Regions from separate parts of the Mus musculus genome. Here region 1 is linked to region 2. The links are chromatin contacts, called in public promoter capture Hi-C maps. All regions are on one chromosome and are shown on one strand. The core of a region is the stretch at or near the end of the contact, and the rest is flanking DNA. Distances in the headings are between cores, read along the strand shown. Region 1 holds the start of Ccdc28a (coiled-coil domain containing 28A). Region 2 overlaps Gm20125 (predicted gene, 20125).

Region 1 (5,989 bases), core at 2,055-4,554, 1.2 Mb before region 2:
TGGAGTACACGGTAATACCAAGCTGAGGAAAGGAGAAGCTGTATACAGCGTAGCCGATTCATGACCCATGGTATGCTTTGTTTTCTGGTTAATCCTTCTTTTAAAGCTGCTCTGGCTTCAGGAGATTGGGAAAGATTCTCCAAGGATCAAAACAACTCAGACCTTCCTGTCACTGTGTCAGGGTTTGTATTCCTGCACACAACATCATGACCAAGAAGCAAGTTGGGGAGGAAAGGGTTTATTCAGCTTACACTTCCATGTTCCTCTTCATCACCATGGAAGTCAAGACTGGAACTCACACAGGGCAGGGTCTTGGAGGCAGGAGCTGATGCACAGGCCATGGAGAGATGTTACTTACTGGCTTGCCTCCCCAGCTTACTCAGCTTGTTTTCTGATAGAACTCAGGACTGACTCCCAGCCCAGGGATGGCAACACCCACAATGGGCTAGGCCCTGCCCACTTGATCACTAATTGAGAAAATGCCTTACAGCTGGATCTCATAGAGGCATTTCCTTAAGGGAGGCTCCTTTCTCTGCAATAACTCTAGCTTGTATCAAGTTGGCATACAAAAATATTGAGTACAGTCACCTACCTCCTAAACTTGCTAACTACTTTAGCTTTAAAAGGGAAGTGTAGACTTGAAATACAAAAATAAATTAAAACATTAGCATTGTAGAACCCCCAGAAAATAAGGTTTTAGTTTGTTTAGCAAGAAGTCATCAGAACATCCAAAGGTTGGGTAATCAGACGCCTCGTCAGAGCTCTTAGAGGAAGGCAGGACTAGCAAAGCCCCAAATATTCTGCTGAGGAAAGAGATCTGCCTGGACAACGGTGATGTCATCTGGTCAGCTTTGTAACTTGGCCAACTCTTTCAGATGCTGTGGCTTCAAGGGCAGCCTAGGCAGCTGTGACACTGCACAGCTGAGATATTTATTGCACAACTGCCATTTCGTCATTTGGGGAGGCCAAAGCAGGAGAGTTCCACATTTGAGCCAACCTGGTCTATAGAAAATCCTGCCAAAAAGAGACCAGGCTGGCCTCGAACTCAGAAATCCGCCTGCCTCTGCCTCTTGAGTGCTAGGAATAAAGGCGTGCATCACCACGCCCGGCTTGAGTTTAAGATTTCTTCATTCATTAATTTAATGAGTACCCTTTTTATGTCACTCTCAACTGCTAAAGGTATGGAAATCAACACATATTTGCTCTTAAGGAAATTACAGCCTAAAGTAGTATGTTTAATAAAAGACTATAGGCGTAACAATGCTAGATGTCTAAGTCTTTAAAATGAACAGTCTCATTTTAAAGACTTTTTGGCCTCCTGCTAAAAACCTGTTACATCTTAGAGTAAAAATGAAATAGTTCCTCTGGATTCACTGTTTTGCCTCTTTTGGTGACAAAACTCATACCCAGGGCCTCAAGCATGCTGGGCCAGTGCTCCCCCAAAGTCCCACCCCAGGCCCTACTGTTTCTTCTATGACACAATACATACATTCTTGAGAAATGGCTACTCACTCACGGCTGTTTCACCTAGCGGATCCTCCTGGTACTTTCAGTTCCCAGCAGCTCTCCAAAAGCCCACTTGTCCCTTCAAGAAGTCTCTGGGGGTCCTCAGCCCTGGAGAGCTCTTCTCCAATCTCTCAGTAGTGTTTTAGAGCTCATCTCAGAGCAGAGAAGGCACCAAGTTTTACAAAGATAGCCAAACAATAGCATCGCTTTTGGGATAACTTTCCCATGTAGGTCTCAGCTCCGAAGCAAGTCAATATAGCACCACACTGTGGCCTGCTCCCAAACTGCTTTCCCTCTTTCATTCTTTCATGGCATAATTTTATAAAAGTAGAACCTAGGCCATGACATTCCTTAAAAACCAAGTTGTAGATCAATTCACAAAATACAACCATTCAGAGATGCCAAACAGGAGAATTCCGCCTTTTCTTAAGTTCAAGTTCTTTACCCTAAAAATACCAAATTATGAAACCTAACACGTGTTCACTTTGGAAACTGGAACCATGAATGCTGTATCTGTGGGGGTTTTTTGTTTTTGTTATTTTGTTTTGTTTTTTGGTTTGTTTTTTTTAAGAATTCCAAGTTTTTGGTTTTGTTTTTCCTAATGGAAGAACATCTCATAGTATGAGTTTAAGTACTTAGTAACTCCATTTTTGCTCTGTCTCAATATAATCTCTAGACACAATTTCCTCCCTAGGTAATGGGGAGATTGAAGGACAGGGTCACCTCAATCTAAGAAAGTCGGAATCTAAAAAGTCCCATCTTCCCTCTGAGAAGGCATCCACATCAAGGAGGGAAAGGTAAGTTTTCTTTAGTTTAGGGTTGAGCCTTCTCTCTTAGCCCTCAATTCCTAATCCCGGGGATGAAGTGGGGAGTCAGGCAGCAAGTCTGATTAGCCTTTCTGAATCTCAGAATCATTTCATTTGTTTTCTTTCTTTCTTTTTTTTTTTTTTTCTTTTCGGTTTTTTCGAGACAGGGTTTCTCTTTATAGCCCTGGCTGTCCTGGAACTCACTTTGTAGACCAGGCTGGCCTCGAACTCAGAAACCCGCCTGCCTCTGCCTCCCAAGTGCTGGGATTAAAGGCGTGCGCCACCACGCCCGACCTCAGAATCACTTCTAAAACGGGGATTTTGACATTACCTTAAAGGACTGTAGTGAGGTAAAGTGGGACGAGTGACACATACCCGTATGAGAAGCGCAGGCAGGAAGATCTCAACAACATAACCGGTTCCTGAGCAGTGTCGGCTATACGAGACTTGGTCAAAAAAAGGCAAAGAAAACGAAGAAAGACTGATAGACAGACAGACAGGTACACAGAAAACCTAAACGCACTCACCCCACCCCCACCACACCCAACTGCAATGCTTGGATACTGGCTATTTACAGAATCACACTTGGCGGCACAGCATCAGGGATGCTGAACCCAATACCGCTTCTCAAGCCAAACTAAAAGCAGCCAATCCGAGGTGTGGATCCGCCGCAAGGGGACAATAGGCTCCGCCTTCGATTTGTTCGAAAGGCATGCTGGGAATTGCAGTGCATGGGGCGGTCCTTCACCGAGGTGGCTGGCCGCTTCCGGTGAGGACAATATACAGCCAGTTTCCATGAGGCCATGAGACAGGCAGAAGTGGAGTGGCCAACAACAACTCCTCTTTCCCGCAGCCGCTGGAGCCATACCTGAAGGCGGCTATGGGAAGACGGAGCCCAAAGCAGAGACGCGAGCATCGCTAAGGGACCTGGGAGAGGCGGGGCTTTTCGCCTCTCGGAGGGCCCCGCCCAGATTACGTCACTTCCGTAAACAAAGGGCGCTTGCCTGGGTTTGTGACCCAGGCAGACGAGCTGGGCTCTTGATGCAGCCCTGGCGGAGGCTTTGAACGCTCTCTTACTTTTCCTAGCCGAGGAAGGGTAACCACAGCCTTTTCTCCCTCCGGTATGTAATGGGGTAAGGGGACCCCGCAACCTGTTCATTCGAGCCCCTCAGCACCTGCTCTGGTCACCGCTGAGTGTAGATGGGTCATCGCAGGGCTGGGTTGCGGAAGGGAAATGAATGAGGCAAAGTCCAGAGGCACCTCTGGTGATTCTGGTTGGCAGCGAGGCCTGACATTCAACCGTGAGCAGTTCGTCCCCTCTGGAAAGGTCCCTCGTGTTTGTCATACAAGAAGGATTTCAGGGTCTTGTGACAGATGTTATCTTTCAGAAAAGAGGACATCGCAAGCTTGGTCCCTCGGGGACCATTGGTTTATTGGCGATGCTTTATGTATTAACTGGTTTTTGCTTTTTCCTCCTCTTTTGTTACCAAATGTGTATTAGCATCCATAGATTTGAAGGTTAGCGTGTTTATATGTATCACCAATTATACAGATCCTCATCTCTTGGAAACCTGCTCCGTCATCTTCAAAGTTTTATTTAATCTGTATTACAGCTAAACAATTCCCGAATGACTCAAGTGGATTCGCTCTTGGTATCTGAGACAAGAGACTGAATGCTGTACCCTTTTCCAAGAAAAACCCACATCAGCTAGCAAAACAAAAATAAATTACCTGTATAATTCCCGACTAATTCTTTTAGGAGTGACAGAAGTCAGTTTCAGTCTTTTAAAATAGTCATGGCAGGACTAAATTCAACACTTTTAGATTTTAAATTTTATTAGATGACTGTGTACAGGTGCACACTGTGCCCCTGGAGGCCAGAAGAGGGCACTGGATACCTTGGGACAGAAGTTACTGTCATAAGCAGCATTGTTGGGCCTGGAAATCAAAAGAGACCTCCGAAAAGAGTAGTCAGTGCTCTTAACTGCAGAGCCATCTCTTAAGCCCCACAGTATTTTTTAAACGACCAGAGATCCTGAGTTCAATTCCCAGAAACCACATGATGGCTCACAATCATCTGTAATGGGATCTGATGCCCTCTTCTGGTGTGTTTAAAGAGAGTAACACTATACTCACATACATAAAGTAAATCTTTTTAAATTCATAGTGCAGTTAACGATTTGAAGGGGGGAACAGGTATGCATTTTCTGACACTTTTTTGTGATAAATTAATAATAGAATTAAGAAAATTCAAATCGAAAGAGCTAGACTTGTGGCACATGCCCATCCTTCCAGGACTCACTCAAGAGCCGAGGGAGAAGGATCATCACAGGTTGGAAACCAGCGTGGCTTACGTAGTAATTTCTCAGCCAGCCAAGGACATAGAGCAGAATTGTTTTTCAAAAAGAAAAGGTGAAGCTGTGCACACTTTTGATGCCTTTAATCCCAGGAGGGATAGAGCTATGCCTTTAATGAGTTCGGGCCAGCTGAGTCTACAGAGCAAATTTCAGGTCAGCCAAAGCTACATAGTGACACCTTGGGGGGAGAGAGAGAGAGATATCTAGGAGTGGTGGTTAATAGCATGTAAATAAAATGTATATTATGTAAGCCTTCAAGGTGCAGCTTAGTCCGCTGGTGCCCTGATTATACATGTATTTGAGTATGGTTTAGAAGGGAGATCTAAAGGCCAGATAAAGGCCCAGTGAGGCTGAGGAGTTACATGGGCGATTTGTTTATACTGGTCACTTATATAATGGTGGCCTCTTGAGGTTAAGGGCTTTGGCTAATTCATTGCTGCTTTCCCAGGACTGACGACAGTGCCTGGCTTGTAGAAGAGAGACAGTAGATACTTAGAAGATGTGTGAATAGAGAAAATGCTTTTTAAAAAATTATTAGACAGGGCTGGAGAGATGACTCAGCGGTTAAGAGCACTAGCTGCTCTTCCAGAGATCCTGAGTTCAATTCCCAGAATTGAACATGGTGGCTCACAATCATCTGCAATGGGATCTGATGCCCTCTTCTGGTATGTTTAAAGAGAGTAACATTATTGTCTTAGTTAGGGTTTCTATTCCTGCACAAACATCATGACCAAGAAGCAAGTTGGGGAGGAAAGGGTTTATTCAGCTTACACTTTCATACTGCTGTTCATCACCAAGGAAGTCAGGATTGGAACTCAAGCAGGTCAGGAAGCAGGAGCTGATGCAGAGGCCAGGGAGGGATGTTCTTTACTGGTTTGCTTCCCCTGGCTTGCTCAGCCTGCTTTCTTATAGAAACCAGAACTACCAGCCCAGAGATGGTCCCACCCACAAGGGGCCTTTCCCCCTTGATCACTAATTGAGAAAATGCCTTACAGTTGGATCTCATGGAGGCATTTCCCCAACTGAAGCTCCTTTCTCTGTGATAACTCCAGCTGTGTCAAGTTGACACAAAACTAGCTAGTACAATTGACCCCTTGTTAACTTGACAAACACATCACTAGTAAGCCTCAACCCTTAGTTCTTATTCATCCCCAAGATCTAAACAACTTTAAAAGTCCCACAGTCTTTACATATTAAAAGTTCTAGTATCTTTTAAAATACAAAGTACTTTAAATTTTAAAGTCTCTTAACTGTGGGCTTCACTAAAAAACTTCCTTCAAGAGGGAAAAATATCAGGGTACAGTCACAATCAAAAGCAAA
Region 2 (6,685 bases), core at 802-3,301:
TCAACATTATTTTTCTGATTATTAAATCAGCATAATCATTCTGATTATTTCTTTTTATATCATAATAATTAGCTGGGGAAATATAATGAAATTTTAATGACTTCTTATCTCATCTTTGACGGTGTTCTTTAACTTTTCTACCCCTTTTTTTGTTTTGTTTTGTTTTTTCCTTTTGTTTTTTTCCTTTTGCTTTTCACGACAGAGTTTCTCTGTGTAGCACTGGCAGTTCTGGATGTCCCTTCACAAACCAGACTGGCCTCCACTTCACAGAGATCCACCTGCCTGTGCGTCCCAAGCACCACCACCACCTGGCAACTTTTCTGCAAATTTGGTGCTCTTATTTAAGTTATTTGACTGTTTTTCTGATTTTGCCCTAAAGTTAAAAAATACTGTGAGGAAAAAAAGTCAAAATTACTTTTTTTCTAAATTTGAGGAATCATAAAATGACTCTATAGTCTTTTAATAATAATTAGTCTTTTAAATAATAATTTTAATAATAAACCTTACTTACTGCTCTCCTTGAAAAGAATTGTTGAAGAGAGGATGGGAATCTGGTTCATAGTTTTCTTGTCTTATCACTTCAGAGACTTACCACTTAGTAGGCTCACATCCTCCCTTAAATAAGCGAAGGACCTTCTCAAGTACAGTCTCTAGGACAGATTCAGCAGAGGGATAACAGCAATTCAACAGGCTAGTGTGATAGCTACCAAGATGCCACCTTGACATACACTGTCAGACTTCCAGTCTACCTTCCAGCTGGGCCATCTCACAGGAAGCCTCTAGAACTGAGTATCTACACAAGAACAATTCTTGATGACGGTGCTGCCTCCAGTTAACCTTTCCAGCTAACTTTTCTCCAACCTTTCTTTGCGCTTGGTGTAAAAAAAAAAGACAAACAGTAAATGTCAGGTTAAGATACATTATTACCCAGAAAAACAGCACCATTTCTAAAGTTACTTATACCCTGCTCAGCGGAAGGCCATTTGCACCATCCAATTAGCAAGAAAGTCACCTTAGGTGAAAATGGCTCTCAAAATACACACTGTATATTTCCATCCAAAGTGTGCGTGTGTAATCTGGAAGCTAGCCTTAGCTCTTCATTAGTTCTTATAGGTTTTCCCTTATATGCCACCATGTTCTTCTCTCATATCAAATAGAATCCTTTTCTGCTAGAAGTCCAGTGGTTCATTTATACATATTCTTCTTCTCTTCAAACTCCAGTTACATATATGATCTTCTATTGTTTTCTAGCCTAAAGTAGCTGGAGAGGCAGACTTTCCAACAATCCATCAATATCCGTGTCTTCCGTTTCTTCTTTTGATACTAATTCCTTCTTAGTTTAAGTTATTTTCCATTCTGTTACTGAGGAGGAAGCAGTATATCTTCAGTGTGATACATGCTAACAAAATGGCTAAGAGCACACAAAAATTCTTGCTGGTAGAAAAGATGATGTACGTTTTAACAGTCTTAGATTATTAGAATTGTGAAATGGCTCAGCGGGTACTGGTGCCTGCCTTCAAATCTGCTCTGCTCTATTTGATCCCTGAATCCTACCCAAAAGGCCAAAGAGAATGGAGAGAAACAAATTTGTACTAGTTGCCTTCACCCTGTGCCCTGGTGCTCATGAGCCCGTGCAAATTCTGATAAACACAAACAAATTAACTCCAAGAAAAATAGTTTCGAAACTCTTTAAGGCAAATGGAAAGTGATTTTCTATAGTAGCCACAAGTAACACATGAGGATTCCTTCTGGAAACCACGGAGACTCACTCTGCTGAGTCTCACTCATTGTCCTGGTAAAGTTTGTGGCAATTTTCTTCACAGTTGAAGTGGCTTCTGAGATAGAACCAAATTTGGCATTAGAATTGTAGATGCTCACAAGAACTTGCACACGTAGAACAAACAATGTCTTGCAGCCTATTGCTTGTGGGACGTTTGCCAAGAAAAAACAATTTGCTTTGCTGCAAGAGCCCAGTCAGCCATTACTGTAGAATGTTTTTCCAAGATTACTTATCAGTGATTTTAATAGGGCTCAGAGGTTTGTGTGGTTTGCACAAAATGTTACTTACTTTTAAACTTCAAATTTCTCTCTATGTTACTTTAAGCATCTGAACTCTCTCCTAATGCAATCCAGTTATTAAGATCAACACCTCCCCAAATGAGTAGGTAAGAATGCATAATTAAATACTTAATGATGAAGTGGATTTAACTATTATATTGCTGCTCTAGACAGGTGCCCCTCCCATTCAAAGAGGCTTCTTGGTATATTACACAGGAGTTCAAGTTGTTAGATACTAATTTGGTTTTTTAATTGCACACTCTTGTCATGACAGGATTTCTGCCAGGAATATACGTCTTCAGTGCCTCTTCATTGATTGATAGAATCATTCATTTAACAAGCATTTGCTGGCAGTAGTAATCTATTTAACAGGCATTATTGGGCTACATTGAGTTAGAGAGAGAGAGAGAGAGAGAGAGAGAGAGAGAGAGAGAGAGGTGTAAGGTAGTATAGTGTTCTCAATAAAGTCAAAGCCAAAAACATAACTTATGGAGATGTAAAGACAGAGACATAAAGCAGCTTAATAAATAAAATGACAGAATAATTCACATGGCTTAATATTTCTGCCCTACTCAGTACCGTATGTAAAGACGTTGGTATGAACTTAAAACTTGCCACAATGGAAATATGTGTACAAGTACAGGGAGACAACACAGAAGGTAGAGATCTAGGCAGTTTAACTCAGTTGTAAAATCACAGTGTTATAAAGCCAATATCATAGCTTGATCACAAAATCCAGAAAATCTGCTTAGACTAGTGAAAACTTCCACTGAGTTTGAAGGCTGATCCTATAATTCTTTTTTTTTTCTTTTTTTTTATTAGGTATTTTCCTCATTTACATTTTCAATGCTATCCCAAAGGTCCCCCATACCCACCCCCCCAATCCCCTACCCACCCACTCCCCCTTTTTGGCCCTGGCGTTCCCCTGTACTGGGGCATATAAAGTTTGCAAGTCCAATGGGCCTCTCTTTGCAGTGATGGCCGACTAGGCCATCTTTTGATACATATGCAGCTAAAGACAAGAGCTCCCGGGTACTGGTTAGTTCATATTGTTGTTCCACCTATAGGGTTGCAGTTCCCTATAGCTCCTTGGGTAATTTCTCTAGCTCCTCCATTAGGGGCCCTGTGTCCCATCCAATAGCTGACTGTGATCATCCACTTCTGTGTTTTCTAGGCCCCCGGCATAGTCTCACAAGAGAGAGCTATAACTGGGTCCTTTCAGCGAAATCTTGCTAGTGTATGCAATGGTGTCAGCATTTGGAAGCTGATTATGGGATGGATCCCTGCATATGGCAGTCACTAGATGGTCCATCCTTTCGTCACAGCTCCAAATTTTGTCTCTGTAACTCCTTCTATGGGTGTTTTGTTCCCATTTCTAAGAAAGGGTAAAGTGTCCACACTTTGGTCTTCGTTCTTCTTGAATTTTATGCGTTTGGCAAGTTGTATCTTATATCTTGGGTATCCTAAGTTTCTGGGCTATTATCCACTTATCAGTGATACAATGGTTACGAGTAACATAGGCTGGGATTGTGTGTTTGGTAGGATAAGGATGAACCCCAGAGCTGGAAATAAATTTCCAATCAGTGGGATATGAATAACATTTACTCCCTCTCTATACCAGGAATTCAGGGCATATGGAAATTTCCTGGGAATTAATAAACTTTGATATTTGTCATTAAAATATCTCTCCCCATGCAATGATGAATGAAGCAGGAAGCCTGTGAAGTTGGAGGCTAAGTGCTGACTGTCCTCTCCCTTTTCTAGGAAGGGAGGATAGCAGGATGTACACAGAATTTCCTGTTCTTTATTACTCTGCACTGCCAATGCGAGAACCCACCAGGTTAGAGGAACAGCCTCTGCTCTTCCTTTCACCTTTAGATGTGGAAAATTAGCCATTAGTCAGACTAAAATACGAGCATCGCTTGTAAATTCATCTGTGTTTTCTGGTCTCATTAGCGCTCTTCTGGACTGCATGATAATGAGCATAACATAATTAAAGGGTAAGCACCACGCCACTCTAACCAGAGTCTGTGCTTTCCAATATCCGATGGTAACAATCAGAGAATGAGTAATTTCTCCTCCACGAGGGTGGTCTTTGTACAGCTCGAACTCAACTTGTTCTCTTTTCCCTTGTGAGCAGGAGCTTATGCAAAAATCCCCACTCACAGTAGTGTTTGGGTTTTATAAGAGAAGGTATAGTCTTTGTTTGTTTGTTTTGTTTTGTTTTGTTTTGTTTTGTTTGTTTTACAAGACAGGGTTTCTCTGTGTAGCCCCGGCAGTCCTGGAACTCACTCTGTAGACCAGGCTGGCCTCGAACTCAGAGATCCACCTGCCTCTGGCTCCCGAGTGCTGGGATTAAAGGCGTGCGCCACCAGTCTTGAGGGAAGAAATTTGAGGCAGATACAGAAATTCTGGCAGACACTGGCAGATTCTTCCATTTTCATCGAAGGGAAACTAACTCAGAAATGCAGAAGGTGATGACTCTGGTGTAAAAACCTCAGTCTGATCAGCTGGAACCTGAGAGAATAAGAAACTGAAAATTACCGTCAGAGAAGATTTGACACGCTGGAAAAAGTGGTAGCAATTGCATGGGAAATCGGTGGCTGAAGATTGTGAGGGACTTGGATTTTTCATTAGTTTTAAATCATGCCGTGCAGGAAAAGTCTAGGGAGATCTTGCAGATTTGCTTTGCTGGGTCCCCATTGTGTCTGAATATTGATGCTATAGAAGGCGATGGGCAACCTCGAGCTCTTTGGTATCTGTCTTCAAGGTGACGGATGTTAAAAGGCAGACATGCAGAATTCATTATATCAAATGATCTTCTACCTAAGTGGATTTTAAGAACCATTGTAGACCTATTGTGATTTGCCCTCCCAGGAAAAGGGTAATTTATTTTGACCTGCAAAGAAACAGTGGGTACGCTATATTGGGGTGATTAATTTTTTAAAGATACTATTTCAAGGTTAAGCTTCCTTGGGTCACAGCCTCCTCACCTTGGAGATCTTTCCCAGTTCTGCTTGTTGCCTTGCTAGCTGTATATTGAGTCTTCACAGTTTTACATTTCTGTCATTTTAACTAATACTATTTGATGATGCTCCCTGTTGTCGTATTTCTGCTAATTGTTCTCTAGCTGCTGCCTATATTTGCCCCCTGGCAGACAGAGGCACAAATGTTTGTCATATCAAGTCTCTAGAATATTTGAATTTGATCACTTGCAAAAATATGTTTCTCGTTCATAAACATTATACATTTTAGACTAATCATCCACAGTGGTGGATGTGACTGTGATTGCCGCTTGTCTTTTTCAGAGCTGTTCCCCTCCCCCCAATTCCTCAGATATTATTCGTTTGCTTATTTTGAGATATTTTAAAGGAGAGAGTGGCAGGTTTATTTGTCAGTGGTCTTAGGAAGTACACACAGCACAATGCTATTGACTTCATCAAAATCTGAATATGAGTTTTAAAAAGCACCATGATACCCTCAAGTGAAGTTGTAAAATAAGACAGAAACATCTTGTGTTTTCTCAGAACCCTGAGAGACATTAGGACCTGTTTTCTTTCACCTTGTAAAATAAGCTAAAGACAGCATCTATTTTAGAAGAAAAGCTAAGCACATGTGATCAAAGTGTGCATAGCAATATGAAAAATAAGCACATATTTGAAATATTTTATAAATATGTAGAATCAAATCTCCCTTCTAGTATGTTTCTTTATAGCTTCTATTGCAGAGTCTGTGCCAAGCAGAACTGACTAACTTGCTACTGTTTCTGATAAATTTTGCATGTTGGTGTATTTCTCAACTAAAAAAGCAACATGTAATTATGCAAAATCTTTTCGATTCATAAAACAAGGAACATCTTTTATTTTGTTTCACAAGTCTGATGGCAATTCTCTTTCCTTTATAACACTGAGATGCAACAAAATCACTTGTAATGTGTTTTTCTTAATAGAATACATGTGCATTTGTTGAGGGCTGACCCTTACTTAAGTATGCACTTAGTAACTGTGTGTGTTGTAGGGCTTTGCATATTTTATGATCTCCCCTTACTGCTTTGAACTTAATATAGCAACTCTAAAAAGTTTAAGAACACATTTGAAAAAAAAAAACACATTTGAAACTCGTATACTTAAAGATCTGCATATCTCATCTTAATATTTCATCATAAGGTTTTGAATGTAGGAAAACATGCATTAGCTTTGTCATTATTGATTTTCCTCCTACTATCTAAAAAACTCACAAAGCTGTTAAATAGTAAAAAAGATTTGCAGAACTTATTTGTGAGGAATTACACTTCAACGAGAAGTTAATCTTTTGGAACAATTTTCAGGATCTCGATGTGTAGAACCAATTTATGAGAATAATGTGGTACTTTTCTTTTTATAAAGCAGCATTAGATCTCATTTTGACTGGTGTGCGGCAATCCTGTTCTTGTTACTATCATCACTTTTGTTTATAGATGAAGTAAGCGAGACTGGGACACACACTCCTTAGGTTTCTTTTTCCCTAGCAACACTTCCATGCTATACAATATTGCTGCCCTTTACTTTGTCTGTTATTGTCAAGACAACCATGGGTTTACATGTTGTCAAAGCTGTATACCAGTATCAGTTTCTTCCCTTTGAATGGC

Evidence for each region. Promoter capture Hi-C pulls out the DNA fragments that hold promoters and counts their contacts.
Region 1: a promoter capture Hi-C map of liver shows a contact between it and region 2, with 2.8 times the contacts expected there. The contact joins the promoter of Ccdc28a here to the enhancer-like site in region 2. A contact is called at or near these places in 3 of 39 promoter capture datasets (the C10 cell line, liver and pre-B cells) and 2 of 9 other capture datasets (liver and macrophages).

What each region holds. Positions count from the first base shown.
Region 1 is chr10:18,232,296-18,238,284 of GRCm38.p6, reverse strand. It overlaps Ccdc28a (coiled-coil domain containing 28A), which reads left to right and starts at 3,304. Exons shown (of 6, transcript NM_144820.4): 1 at 3,304-3,433.
Region 2 is chr10:16,998,912-17,005,596 of GRCm38.p6, reverse strand. All of the region lies in intron 1 of Gm20125 (predicted gene, 20125), which reads left to right. Among named protein-coding and RNA genes, the nearest start is that of Gm20125, 94 kb to the left of the region's middle. Within about 2 kb of position 2,051, at least 7 of the 459 cell types and tissues checked have an H3K27ac peak or open chromatin away from gene starts, as enhancers often do.